Linked DNA regions of Anser cygnoides: region 2 is linked to region 1. A link is a contact called in public Hi-C data. All regions are on one chromosome and are shown on one strand. Each heading gives the region's core, a stretch centred on a gene start, on an enhancer-like site or on the middle of the called end of the contact. The rest is flanking DNA. Distances are from core to core; before and after follow the strand shown.

The links. A called contact is a pair of places that touch in the nucleus more often than the background predicts.
Region 2: a contact with region 1 is called in a Hi-C map of liver, with 2.8 times the contacts expected there. The contact joins the promoter of BDH2 here to the enhancer-like site in region 1. A contact is called at or near these places in 2 of 7 Hi-C or Micro-C datasets (granulosa cells and liver).

Annotation. Positions count from the first base shown.
Region 1 is chr4:74,101,359-74,108,281 of Taihu_goose_T2T_genome, reverse strand. It overlaps LOC106045326 (a long non-coding RNA gene), which reads left to right. Exons shown (of 4, transcript XR_007164207.2): 2 at 6,137-6,313. Among named protein-coding and RNA genes, the nearest start is that of NFKB1, 9.4 kb to the left of the region's middle. Within about 2 kb of position 3,576, at least 2 of the 3 cell types and tissues checked have open chromatin away from gene starts, as enhancers often do. A contact at or near this core is called in liver, where this site is marked.
Region 2 is chr4:74,320,345-74,327,267 of Taihu_goose_T2T_genome, reverse strand. It overlaps BDH2 (3-hydroxybutyrate dehydrogenase 2), which reads left to right and starts at 2,763. Exons shown (of 11, transcript XM_048066450.2): 1 at 2,763-3,389; 2 at 4,250-4,439; 3 at 6,393-6,473. The coding sequence starts at 6,402. CENPE (centromere protein E) reads left to right here. Exons shown (of 45, transcript XM_048066447.2): 44 at 473-732; 45 at 1,637-2,426. The coding sequence ends at 1,734.

The DNA.
Region 1 (6,923 bases), core at 2,327-4,826:
GAGGATGTGCTATAACAAGAAAAGGAGTGCTGTGATAGAGCAGGGTTTTGGGAAAAGAGGGGAACCTCAGTCTATTTTCTACTCTGCACAAGAAAAGCAATGAGTGGTAGTAGTGGAGGAAGCAAAGTGTTCTCCATATTCTAGTTTCTTTCTCAGTTCCTCTCTTGATTTCCTGATTGGAAGCTGAAACCGAAGGGGTCTGAGTGATGATGGGACAGAGTCTTTTATTCTTTCTTTTTCTCTTATGCTTTTTAAAAGCATGGTGCAGAGGACTCTAAGCTATAAATAAACATCCCAGAAACAAAGCCACAAGTGATGTGACCAAGTAATCGTGTTGCTGTTTCCTGGCACGTTGGCTTGGACACTGTTGTGCTTGCATAGCCTGCCCTGCTCTTAAGGTTAAGGAACCCTGCGCAGTGCTATGACACTGGTGTGTGTACTTGTACAGGCTCAGGGTCCCAGCACTGTGCACTTACAGATCAGGTCTCCATGTGAGTTTTCTGACCTGAGGGTAGGGAAATAGAATTGCAAAGTCTCCAAATGCGTCTATTTACCTAGACATCCAAATAAGAATATGAGACTACTGTTTAAGCCCTTGGGTGTATTTACAGCAACTCTTACCAACTTTTAGTGCTGTGCTGCCAACAATTGGCTGCACCCAAAGACACTCCCTTAGATAGCGCAGTGAAAACTCAGTTCTGCTTGCATTCACATCAAGGGCAAACTCTTGTTGACCTACCTGGGTGCAGGGCTGGCGGCTGAGGAAGGATCTCTGCTTTCCCTGCAAGTTCGGAAAACATCCTAATAGTGGGCCCATGTGGCTGCAAATAGTAAGTCTGCACAGCATTTGCACAACTCTTCAAATATTTCTTGAAGCAAGACTTAGCTTTGCAAGCTGTATATAGGTCTGCAAGAAGGTAAAATGGGAGTCATGGTGATTTCATGAATGCTTCTGGGGAGGTCCAGCTGAGCCTGCTGGAGTCTGACTGTGGTCTAGCCAGGTTAGAAAAATGCTCTCCTTGTGACAAAGATGCTGTTCTTATTCTAAGGATATAGAACAAAAGTCTGGAGAAATGTTGATCAAAGATATGAATGTTAGATTCTCTGTGTCTCAGATTCTTCCTAATTTTTCCCACAGTTTTTATCTCGAGAGATGAATGTGCCCACACTATAACTTAAGATCAATCTGTATGTGCCCTACTTGGACAATTTCTATGGCCCTGCCTCCTATGTCTTGCTCTATCCCATAACAATACTTGGAGGAGGTGGTCGTGCAACTAGAAGACTCACCTGCTATTTGATACAGCAGGTCCTACAGGGCCTGCCCAACTAGAAATGTTGGACACACTGGTATAGTACTTTCTTTTTTTTTCAGATTTGCCCTCATTGACTTCTGTTGCAGATATGAGTACTTTCAGCACTTCTGCAATCAGGCTTCAGTGTCCAAGTCAAGCAACTAGAAAATGAGGAACACAGACTACCTGTGAAAAGTTTGGTTTAAGTGATGTGCCCAGAATCATAGAAGAACTCTGGCACAGCAGAGGAGGCATAACAGCACATCTGGGCAGAATTAAGGAGAAAATCCTCTCTCTTCCAGAGTTACTTGCTTTAATTGCTATAATCCTCCCAGCTGATGCTGGGAAAGTCATGGGAGCCCTATGGAAAGCACTCTCTTGAACATGCAGTTCTTTTCTAGACCATCCCTGTCCTAACAATTCAGATGCCATGGAGTGGCAACTTCCATACAAAACAAAGGAATTTTGGTGAAGTTATGAGCTGAAAATAATCACCTATCAATAAGAAGTGCTCATCAATAGATTGTTAATACTAGCAATATAATCAGCCCCCTTCATAATATAAAAACAAACTTATTGTTAGAGCAAAAGTCTCAGAATCTGGGTTCTATATGTAGATTTCCAGTATAACTTAGAAACTCTGCTCTTTTAAGTCAAAGACTGGAGAAAGAGTCAGAAAAGCTAAAATAAAGGCAATAGCTGGTGACCAATTCCTGTTTAGCAGCACATGTAACCTTTAGTCTTTCCTACTTTGCAAACAAACAAGCAATGTGTCAAGCACACAAGTCTCCAAACAGTGGTTTTGATTGACATAGACAGAAAAACACTTAATCTTATTTTGATCCTTCAATAACATGCAGTAAGTAGTATGTTTTTTCTTTTTTTTTTTCTGGTTGTATGAAATACTGCAACATGTATAAAGATGAAAACTGAATAGCTGCCACAGGTCAGTCTCCTGATCTACCAATAGTTTAATTAAGCTGTGGCTTTAAAACCTTGAAAGAGCATTGAATAAACTTGAAACTGGAAAAGATGAGATTTGATCAAATTACATATGACTCATCTTCTACATTTTCTCAATATTTTATGTGACAAAGTAGCGTCATTAGCCGAAAAATGCTGTCTCCCTAAAACTAGAGCTAGTGATTCCCTCTCTAGAAAATGTTCTGCTGTGAGCTGTACAAACTGAAACAGAAATGCTGAGCAGGAAGGTAACCTGCAAAGTAGATTACTGCACTATAAAACTGATGCCTTTTATCACTGTGACCTACATTTTAAAAAAAGAAATCCACTTCTTCTAACTTTCATCCAATATGACCTCAAACTGTCAGGCACCACTGCATCTCAGATGCTTATTAGTTCTTGATGTGAATAAATCCTATCCTCAGCTTTTTTAAGGGAAAAATATTGCGAAAGTAATTGATGGTCTTTATTTTCCCCCCCCCCCCATAAACATATAACTCCTTACTTGTGACAAAATACTGTAAACGTAAAGTCATAAAATGTTCAGGTAGTACCACAAATGAGGACATTATCATCTCAAGCCACCAGGAACGTTGTGATTTTTCTGAGGACTGCAGCAGAGTTTCTCACTTAGACTGTGATTCATGTTTGTACCAGAACGGGTCAGAGATTTCAGCAGAGAAGCCTGATCACGTGAAGTGCATGTCCAAACCTGTTACAGTTCTTTACCCAGGGGCCAAAACCAACCACGAGTCTTTCTTTTCCATCACGTTACCTCTTAGCAGAAAAACAGCTATTTAGATTTATTATGTTTGTTATTAAGTTGTCTTAATAGCTATGCAAAGTGCCCTTTTTCCATGCATATATCAAAGCCATATCATCATGGAAAAAACACAGTCTGCCTCCTTTTAACTCCTGCATGTGCCCTGCATGTGCTTCAGTGCCAAGACTGCTGTAAGGGCCTCCTCTGGATTCTGTTTAGAATGTGTGCAATCAACAGAATACTTTGCCAAATGCTCGCTGGTCATTTCTATTAAGGGAAGCTCCCACTGGCTTTGATTGCTAAATCTTTTCCATTTTGGCTTGCGTGGAAATGCTTGAAAGAGGCATTACAGAACAGACACAATGGATATAAAATATGTAAGACAGTGGTGTATTTCTGATCTAATTAAAGGAAATCACCCCAAAATTAATCCTGCCCCCAAATCCATAAAGAAAATAGTTGTGTTGTTTTTAACATCTAGCTTAAAAAGGCATATGACAACTTGAACAATTTCCAAAATTTCCAGATTTGGTAATGCTCACAAGTCAGATTTATGTTAGTCAAGTACTTCTCCCGAACTATGAACAGCAGCTCTGGAATCTCCAGACTTGCTAAAATATGTCTTAAAAAAAAGAGGGCAGTGTGTCAGACTTCCTTCATTAATCTAAACTTGTTTAATGAGGACCAGAGAGGTAAAAATAGAGAGGAAATTCTGAGTAAATGGAGTCAGTATTTATCAGTGTCTGTCTTGGCCACATAAGAAAAGAGACAAACTTGATAGAGAACAAACAGAAAAAGCCCCAGTGGATTTCCATCTAATCCATCCCATTAAACACTAACCCACACAGACAACTGGGTACGGTGTGCTGCTTGCCACAGCGTGAAGGGTTTCCACAACAAAACTAAATGCCAAAGAATTGTAGTACACCAGAAGGTCACAGAGCTAAGGAAATGACTCTTAAAATAACAGCTTTCTAAACATTATATAGATTACCACAGAGAAGAAACCGTGTGTTTGAGGATACCAGTAAAAGCACATTGGCACTGCAGTCACCTGATGAAGATCCCATCACCTGATAGGAGGCTAATTAAGATGTCTCATGACAGCCTGAAGAGCCCCAACAGGAGCTGAAAGTTTAGTTTCTCTAGAGCTGCCATAGTGCATGGTTTATGAGGAATATACTAGCAGAAAATATCCTACTTATTTTTTCATTGCATATGGAATTTCTGAGATACTTAACAGCAGGGTGAGTTTAAGTGCTTTTAAGATGCCATGTTTTTTTTTTCACCCCCCTTTTCCTGAGCTCTAAATGTTTTTTATTCAGAGTAGAAGTGTGGAGTGATGAGAAATCTTTCAGAAAACCTTTCTATTTTTGAAGAACTCATGTACTTTGTGATCCTGTGGCAAGGAATCTGGTTCAGCTTCCTGAGGGATGTAGGGCTTAGTTCTGCAGAGAAAATGTTGTGAGCCTGTCTCCTGGTAGAGACGGTCTGTACCCTCTGAGTGTTTTTAGGCTATGCCTTAACAGGATTCACCAAAAGTGGCAGAACTGTGGCACTGTTGATGAGCACTGCAAGCTTGTGATCAAGGAAAGCCCCAGCGTGAAAAACGAGTAGAAGGAGTGAACTAGCAGAAGTTGAGCTGCAGAATGTTATAGATGCTCTGCTTGCCAAGGCAAATGGATAACTGGCTGTGAGAGTCTGGAAAAGACTATTATAAATTGTCTGCAGGGGGTGAAGGCAGGGGCTCTTGTTTCCAGCTATATGGAGGGGCTTTTGAGAAATGCTAGAGAGGAACTGACTCTGTGGTGAAACGGGTAAGAGTGACACGGGGAGGTTCTGCAGACAAGTTTAGGCTGTGACATAGAAAACCAGAAAGCAGAACCTCCAAACATCATTTTCCAAAACGTGCTTAATGCTACATGCAGCGTCCATCAGAGTTGGAGAGTTAGCTTCAAAATCCAGCTGAGAAAATGATGTCAGGAGGAAGAGTTGAAAGTCACTGGGAAGTGGGCACACAAAATGTGAGAGGTTCTACAGCAAGGTGCACACCATGCCTAGGGATCTTGGTCCTCCAATTACTTCAACTGAGGACTGCCTACAGAAACCAATATGCCAGAGGCTGAAAGATTGTGATCTTTCATTTGCTATGGGGTCAGGACGCTTTAGGATGTGATCCACCATGCACAGATTGGGCTGTAGCCAGAGATGTACCAATGGATTTCCTTCGTAAATTTATACAGAGACACTCTTAAGCTCCAACTTTGAGAAGGTGAAGGACACTGAGTTGTTCTTGTATAGCTCTTCCAAGGAAGTTTACCTTTTTCAATTGATCTGAAATGAATATTTATCATCAAACTAAAATAATACTGGTAAAGAGATCTAAAATTATTCTAACATTTGTTACCACTTACAGAACCTGAAATGTAGCGGTTTATATTGAGATCTGCAATCCCATGATTGGATTCACTCTTTAATCGTATAAGTCAAATAGTAGGAAATAATTCACTTAGATAAAATTGGTGCTGAGGGTAAAGAGAGTCAGAGATTGTTTTCCTTACTGAAGCCTGCCTAGTCTGGGGCCAGATTTCCAGGTCTCAGAGCTAGCTTCAGTGCTGAATGCTGTAGTGGGTTCATTACAGTGTGATGCAAACCATTTCACTTTTGGCAGTACTGATACAGATCATCAAGTCCAGCACTACTGACCTGACTGTTGTTTTCTTTGTGATAACTTTGACTGATGCTTTGCTTTTTCCTTTTGTTTTAATACAAAATTTGTTTTAACAGCAGAACTCTCCTTAAGGCCATGCTCTCAAGGTTGTTTTGTTGTTAAGGACTGAATCTAATAATGTCTCCTTAAAGGACATCAATGCTAAGGCTAACCGATACTTAAAAAACAAACAAAAAGCCACCAACAACAGATAGTCAGGACTCTAGTGTATAGGTGGGAGGAAGCCTTGGCTGCTGAAGTATTAGGACTACAAGTAGCTGAGAGGCTGTAACTTTCAACTTTGTTGCGCCTTGACAGTGTTCTCTGGCAGGGGAGGACCAACTCAAAAGGTGATTGTGAAGCTGCATTTATAATCTTAATTTTGTTTGTTTGTTTTTATTGTAGGTATGAGTAACATTAAAAAAAGCAATGGGCACATCAACAACATGCCTCCACCCCCAATGTTACTACGTTTCACCGAACAAGATACAGGAATACATGTGCAGCAAGGAAAATAGAACAAGATACCACTGCTCATCTGGCAAACAGGGACTTGGAGGGGTGAATAAAAGATAATATAATGTAAGTAAAGATAGTCATGGTGTATTTTGGGTAGGGTACGGGTGTTGGTACATAAAATAAAGATATACTACCTACATGAACACTGATGTAGTGTTGCTGAGCCTGATACCACAGTCATAATATTCTTTGTATAACTGCATGCACAAAAATATATCAATTTTTAGTCACTTGTGATGTTTGGGTTACACCTTAACTGTATCAGGTTCATTAAGGAGCTTAGGAAGGATTTGAATTTAGTTTGCTCTTACTAGCTCCAACCCTGTGGAAGCCAGGCCAAATTTGTTCAACTCAGCAGAGAAACAGTTCTATTTCTAGAGCGCTCACCTGTACATGCTATCTAGATTTTACCACTAATCTGGATTTCTCACTGTTTTCACACTGAATATTGAATCACAATCCATAAAACTGAATCTTATGGTTCTAAGTGAATTTTTTTAACCGCCTACTTCAGCTTCTGCCACGTGTCCAGTATTTATCAAACACAAAAGAGAATGATATACTTTTGAAGAAAACCGTACGGTATTGCTTCTAGATATCGAAATATGCCCAGGCGGCCATGAATTCTGTTCTGAAAAAATACAGTGCATCTCCCTTCCCTGAGAAAGATGAC
Region 2 (6,923 bases), core at 1,514-4,013, 220 kb before region 1:
AAAAAACCATGTTAACTAAGTCATTTCTATTTAACCTATACTGTTACAGTTTCTTTCCTGGAAATCTGTAGAAGTGAATAACTTTTCATTTTAAGATGTGAAAGAGTCTAGCAAATCTAAACTTTTAAAGGTAGTGATGTGTGTACGTATATATATTTCTTGATGGCTTTTAAGCTTTAAATTGTTTTCTTCTATAAGAATGGAATTTTAAATGCTTTTATCAATAACTGGAAAATGCATTTTGTTTGGATCTCTTTAGCTTTTGGGAAGGAAAAAAGAAAATTATGCCTCCAAAACTAAGAATACACGTTTGGACGTGGTGGGGGTTTGCATTGCCATGTCTGTGGTATGTCAAGGGAATTGTCATACAGGAACATACAGGAACTGTCTTGTCAGGAATTTTTCTTTACTTAAAAGAATTGCTTAATGTTTTTCGTAATTAAATGCTGGTGATTTTTTTTTCCCTGTTCAGTAATGAGGTTCAATTGAAAGAGGAACTTAGAAAATGGAAAGAAAGAGCCCTAAAATTGAAAGAACGATCTTCGAGAGAGACTACTCGAGAGACAGTACCAAGGTCTCCAAGGAAGACTGTGTCATATTCCCTTAGAGAGCAAAATTCACCCTTCAAAGAGCCTATTTCTCAGGAAACTGTGACTCAAGATGCATCAAAGCCTCTGCCACTGACGTGTCCAACAAATTTCTTTGATAATTCCAACTTAGGTACACTAACAGGTATGTAATGTGGTGTCCGATTAAGACTAGGAGAGGCAAAATATAAGGAGTGGTCTTCTAGTAAAAGTAGGTGTCCTGTACTTTCTGCATTCAGTCCTGAAACTCTCATGGAAACAGTGTTCTTGAATGCCTAGTTAGCATGTTGTTGAAGGGCTGACCAGCTGGTGCCAAAAAGATTGTATGTGCTGTACAGCACCCAAATACTTAAAACATTCATGAAAATTAGGCAAACGTTCTATTTCTTCTGTTGCAGTGAAAGTGTTGATGATCGATCACTTTAAAAAGAGACTAGGCAGAGTGTCATTCCTACCAGATCGATGATGCTATAGAATCTTCTGCTTTTTAACATTACCTGAGTTAAGTACCTGCTTCTGGCAAAACTGATTCTCATAGACTACTCAGTCATCTATTCAGAGTTAACTGCTGGTTAACTTTTTTTCCTAAATTTCTTTGCTGAGATGGTCGATTTTAGTCTTTTGACGTGAAATCTGCTAGTCTGGCAGCTTCCAGCTGCGGTGACAGCTGCCCTAGTCAGGATGTCTCATCTCTGGCCTGGTAACTTCTGGGGAAATCTAGTGATCAGTGCTAGCATATTAACACTACTGCCCTCATCAACTCGCGTCTAGAAGCTCCTATAAGACCCCAGCAGACATATTAAAGACTTAACAAGTTTTCAAGGTATTAATGGCAGGCTTCCAGAAAGAATGACTCATTGCCATTTCTTGTGATGGGCAACTTAATAATGGCAACTTCATAATAGTACAGACTTCTTAGCAACACCATGCTTCTTTGAGGCCAGCTTTGGTAGCTGACTCCTAAAACCCTAGTCAAGATTAAATTGCTGTATTCCTACTACTTGTGAAACTGGGAAAGCATTGCTGTAATATTCTTCTCTTCTGTGTAGATACGCGACCTGCAGGAATAGAGCCCACAGAAGAATATCTGAAGCAGTGGTTTGGAACTTCAGAGAAAGACAAAGCCCCTGATTGTACCACCCAGTAAAGGTGTTCTGTTGTAAGCCGCCTTTGCAGTGGTAACATCCAGAATCTGCCTCTATGGAAGATAGTTCCTTCAGGTTAAATCATCAACTGTGGGAAGAGCTCTGGCAGCATGCAATTCCCTTGTTGTCCTGGAGCTGCTGCTTCCCCCAGCTGGAAGAGCTGCAATACAAGAACAAAAATTGAAAAGCAGTCATGTTGCCTGCAAACTGCTGCTGATGTTCTTCTTCGGTTATTTTCTGGATAGCGAAGAAAAAAAAGCTAACATACTGAAGAAAAATGGACACAGGAATGAATCACAAACTAATCTACTATGAAACTTCTCAAACTTCTCTGGCATTCCTGCAACAGTCCTGTCCGGGTGGTTTCTATCTTCAGAAAGCTGTTGATTTGGAAAGAACTGTTCTCACTAGTTACTTTTTGTTTCTCAGTATAGAAGTTTTATACTTTTTTTTTTTTTTTTTGAGACTGTGGAAACTGCATTTTTATCACAACTTTAACCTCTGTGTTGGGCACTGCAACTGAAGCTACTCGTTTTCTGTTTTGTAAGGCACAAAATCAAGGATTTCTCTTAAACTCTTTACAATATTTCTGCAGCTCAGTCAATTATGGTGCCAGGAGTAACTTTGTATTTTGTATCATCTGTGAGTATACTTCTACTTCCTGTTTGAAGTTGGACATCTGGATTTTTTTTTTTTCCAAACAGTAAGCAATGGATCTAATTGATGCTTCAGTTACTCTAGTGAGTGAAAAACAAATTGTACAATCAGGGCTGTATGGCAGACTGTTTTACTATCCTGCTTACCTGAATTTTGAAACTTATTTTTTATGTCCTGTATAAGAAGGTTTGTTTTGACAATAAACTTTAATGTGTTCAGTATTTCAAAATATTTCTGCTGGTCACTTCAGTTTTGTGGACACATGATGCTATGATTTGAGGATGCTGATTATAATATTCAGTCTAAAAAGTCTTATAGTAATCTTACCACTTTCATCATTATTATGCTTCTTGTCTGTCTTACAGCTTTCTGCAGTCAGTTTGTGCAGCGAATTACTGTTGCACAAATCTGTGTCACCAGTGTTTTGTTTAATTCTTTCTAACTGAATCTCTGCTCTATCATGAAATGTTTAAGTCTAAAAGACAGATCCTTCCCTTCCTCCAAGCTAGAAGAAATGTGGCACTCATAACCTCAGATGAACTCCTTGAAGAATGAAATCATCATCATGAAACGTCAGTGTCATACTGAACAAAGACTTTTGTATCAAAAGTCTCGTCTTTATTTTGTAGGAATGAAGCTCTGAATGTTACCAGATCTCTTCATAAGCACTTCATTTTGGGATAGCCAGACTGATAAGCAAATGGTTACATCATCATTTTTCTGGATGCACTGCAGTTAGTGGGATTGGAAGAGTAACACAAGGGTTGTTTACCTGACAGGGGTACTTCTGAAATCCTTACTGAAGACCCAACTGTCTATTCACCTTGAATAGCTGAAAACTGCCACTTACTGCAACTACTAAGAAGTTGTGAACATTCATATTTCTAAATCTTTGTCATGGAAAGCTTTTAAAGATTGCTAGCTAAAAATACACAAGTTCTAAATACCATTGCTGAACTCAGCACTGCACTGTTTCCTTTCCTGTTACAGCCATAGATAAGTAGGAATAATTCATTTTCCTGGCAGTGATAAATGCAAGTTGTTCCATTTTTTTCTTTGCAATTTCCCATTATTGTTGAACAATATTTCCTTTGGCTACCATACTTTTTTCATTTCTTTCATTCTGGTATTTTATTGAAAGAATAAATTTTAAGCTTTTTCCTTCCAGAAGAGAAAAGCAAGGTGTCTGCCTTGTGGGTTTTTTTACACAGTTTCAGGATATTTATTAATTGCTTGCTAGAACATTTCTAGATTTAGAGATTTTTCTGGTGCTTGAGCTGATAGAGCTGTTGCAGTGTATTCCTGTTTGTGCCTGAATTTAGTAGTTGTAAGGCTAGGGACAGAAGAATAAATGATTCTAGAAAACCTAGTCATTAAATACTTTGTTAACTGGAGAGCTGATTTTCAAAGCCTTAGAAAGCTGTTCCAGTTCAAGAGTGGCATAATATTACTGAATGTGCCTGTGTGCGTGTCCAAGTTTACCCACAGAAATGTGCCCAGCTGAAATTCAGGCAGCATTCCAAATTCATTAAGAAAGCTATTAGGGTAGCGTTGGATCTGGTGTGAGCTTATAATTAAATTTTGTCCTAGAATTTTCCAGTCTCATGATGTTAACTGTCTTAACAGATATAAGTTAAAACACTAGATACAAATTTAACAGATACCTTGGTAAATCAACAATTAAAAAATTATTTTGCAAGTATTGTCCTAGCTTAAAATTTGATGATGGATAAAGAGGAATTGCTTGGGGAAGAACATTCTTGTGGCCTTTTTTGGTGGGAATCCTGTTGATTTCTTGCATTCTTTAGGGGGAATGGACAGCTAATGTTTATGATCCTTTTTTATTCCTAACCTGTGCAGGAGAAAATCACACTTAAAATCTTGAGTTTCACTAGATGGCAGCATCTTGGTGTTTCAAAATGAAACTCCGTTCGTATATGGAAACTTATCAGTTAGACTACAACTCCCAACAAGCACAGCAAAACAGATAAGCGTAAAACTTCCTTTTTACAAAGGTCAGTAAACCTAACAAGCTGGTTGAGATCTTTTGGTGAGTGACTATACTAATCTTTATTTTTAAAAGTTTCATAGACTTAGTGTGTCAAATATTAAAAATGATTGTTAGATTAAAAAAAGTATAGTGCATTTTGCTTCCAAAATTATATGGTGATTCAAGGAAGTACTTCGATCCATTTTTTTTCTACTGGAAAATATGTATGTAACAGCAAAGAACAAGAATTTCTGCCTCGAGTGGGCACTTTAACACCAGACTTTTGGGATACTGGGGACTTTTGCCAAAATGAATATTTTTTTTCCCAGAATTTTATATTTCAGGAGGTGTGTTTTGCAAAGCTTGGTGCATTAGAGAGACAGTGCCACCTAGTCACGTTCACAGTGTCCTTTCCCTCGGTTTAGCTTGGTAATTTTTTCACCTGCTAACACAGGCCCAGGCTCATGTAATGTGAAATAGCCTCCATCAGAGGCATCCTAAGAGATACTGCTTTACTAGCCAGCCTGTAAAACGATTTTAAGGTATTGTTCTTTCCCCTCGCTAGAAAGGTGCATTTTAGTTATAGCTTGGATAGTGGACTGTTTTGGTGGTTTGTCTTTCTTAGTTAGTTTCATTTTGAGGTTGGTTTTTGTACATTCTTCCCTCTGGTTATAGGGGGAAAAACTTACAATTTCAGTGCATTGAAACAGGCAGGCATTTCAGTGTCTCAAAACACAATCTGGAAGTCAGTCCAATCTTAACTCAAATGAGATGATGTTTTTATATTAGGGTGGAAATAATTTTTTAGTCTAACAGTTTAAAAATAAGTTTGTTGAATCTGTAACTTTTAGAGAAACATGCTACTTTTGCCCCAGATTTTGTTGGGAAAAACTGACCAGAAATCCTATCTGCTTTCTCAGAAAAATCAGAAATTAATAGTCTGGTTTGAGATGTAGGACATGAAACTCCACTAACAAATCACAGGATGGATTTGAGCATCTCCAGGTGCTAGCATTGGCTGCTAACCTAGGGGAAATTGTGGGTCTGCATCTAACTTCTGAATGAAGTACTCAGCATGTTGGGTTTATGCACGTATTTTGAAAACTTAAGGTTCTTGGGAAACCTTTCTACACTCATAGCTAAACAGAGTAGCTTTGTTCTGTGATTTTTAAAAGTGTAGAAATGTTTGCTTGTTGGGAACTCAGTTAACAAAACCAGATCGCACTGGGATACGGTGACCTTAGGTAGTTTTTTGAAACGTTCTGTTCAGTAATTTAGGCCTTGAATAAACAAAAAGCCTACTATGGACTTTTTGAACCCATAGGAGTGCAAAGGATGACATTTGCTTTTGCTTGTTTGCAACTTTACGTGCTATGTTGTTTTTTTTTAAACATAATACTGCATTTGAAAGCATATGTCTAGGCAAAAAAGAGGACCTCACTTTGCCTTTTGGCTGATACACCATAAGCAACGTGGAACCTCCTAGAAGAAGAATATTATTTGCATTGTCAAACACTAGAAAAATAAATCCTGTTATTCCCCTACACCTTGCCCTGAGTATGCTCGGTAGTTCTCAGAGGTCGAACTGTGATAAAGATGAGAGGACAGCTTCATTTCCCTTTACCCCCTCACCTTGTGCAGCTGGGAATCTGCTGTGCTGGAAGATTGCTAAAACGATTCAGAGCACACAAAGGCCAGGTCTTGGACATGATGGAAGGAAAAGACATTTTGCAGTGCCCTACAGGGTAATGTGCAGATTTTATTGCCATTTGGGAAGCTAAGTCTGCAGTTTGAGAGGAATAGAAAAAGAGACCTGCTTTCTAAGAACACAATGGGCAGTGGAGATTACAACCCATTTTACTTCTCTTCTGACTCAGCACCTAATCAGAATGCTTTGACTTGATAGTAGAGGTGCTCTGAATTATGTTTGGTTTTTGGAATACGCTTGTATCTGATTCCCTGGAAGTGATGTTAGCTCACTTTGTTAGATTGTGACGCTTTCTGTCTGCACAGGTCAGCAATATGGGTCGGCTCGATGGGAAGGTAATACTGCTCTCTGCAGCAGCACAAGGGATTGGGCGAGCCACTGCTATCGTAAGTTGGAAAAATATTTTTCTTCTGTACCTAAGCTAGGTCTCTAATGCTAGAGTGCCCAACATCATCTGCACCAAACAAGTTTTTGAATTAATAAACTACAGATTAAGCCAGAACTACTTACTGGAAAAAATCAGGGAACGATGTAGTTACTGCACTGCGTTAGGGAAGCTGTTTGCAGTTTTAACTTCTGAAAGTCTTAAGCACAGAGTGGTGATAAACAATGTGGGCAGGATTTAAGAGCAGTTGCAACTACTTTTAACAATACATGGTTGTACTGTTTGTGCCTTTTAATCCAATGTCTCTGCTGCTTTTTTCTGGGAGAAGATAAGCATATAGCGAAGGTTTCCTGTTGATAAGGCTGGACACTGCAAAGATCCCCCGTAGTAAAGCCAAGATGTTTCAGCTATGCTGGTAGTTGATGTAACTAATTCCACACGATGAAGAGCA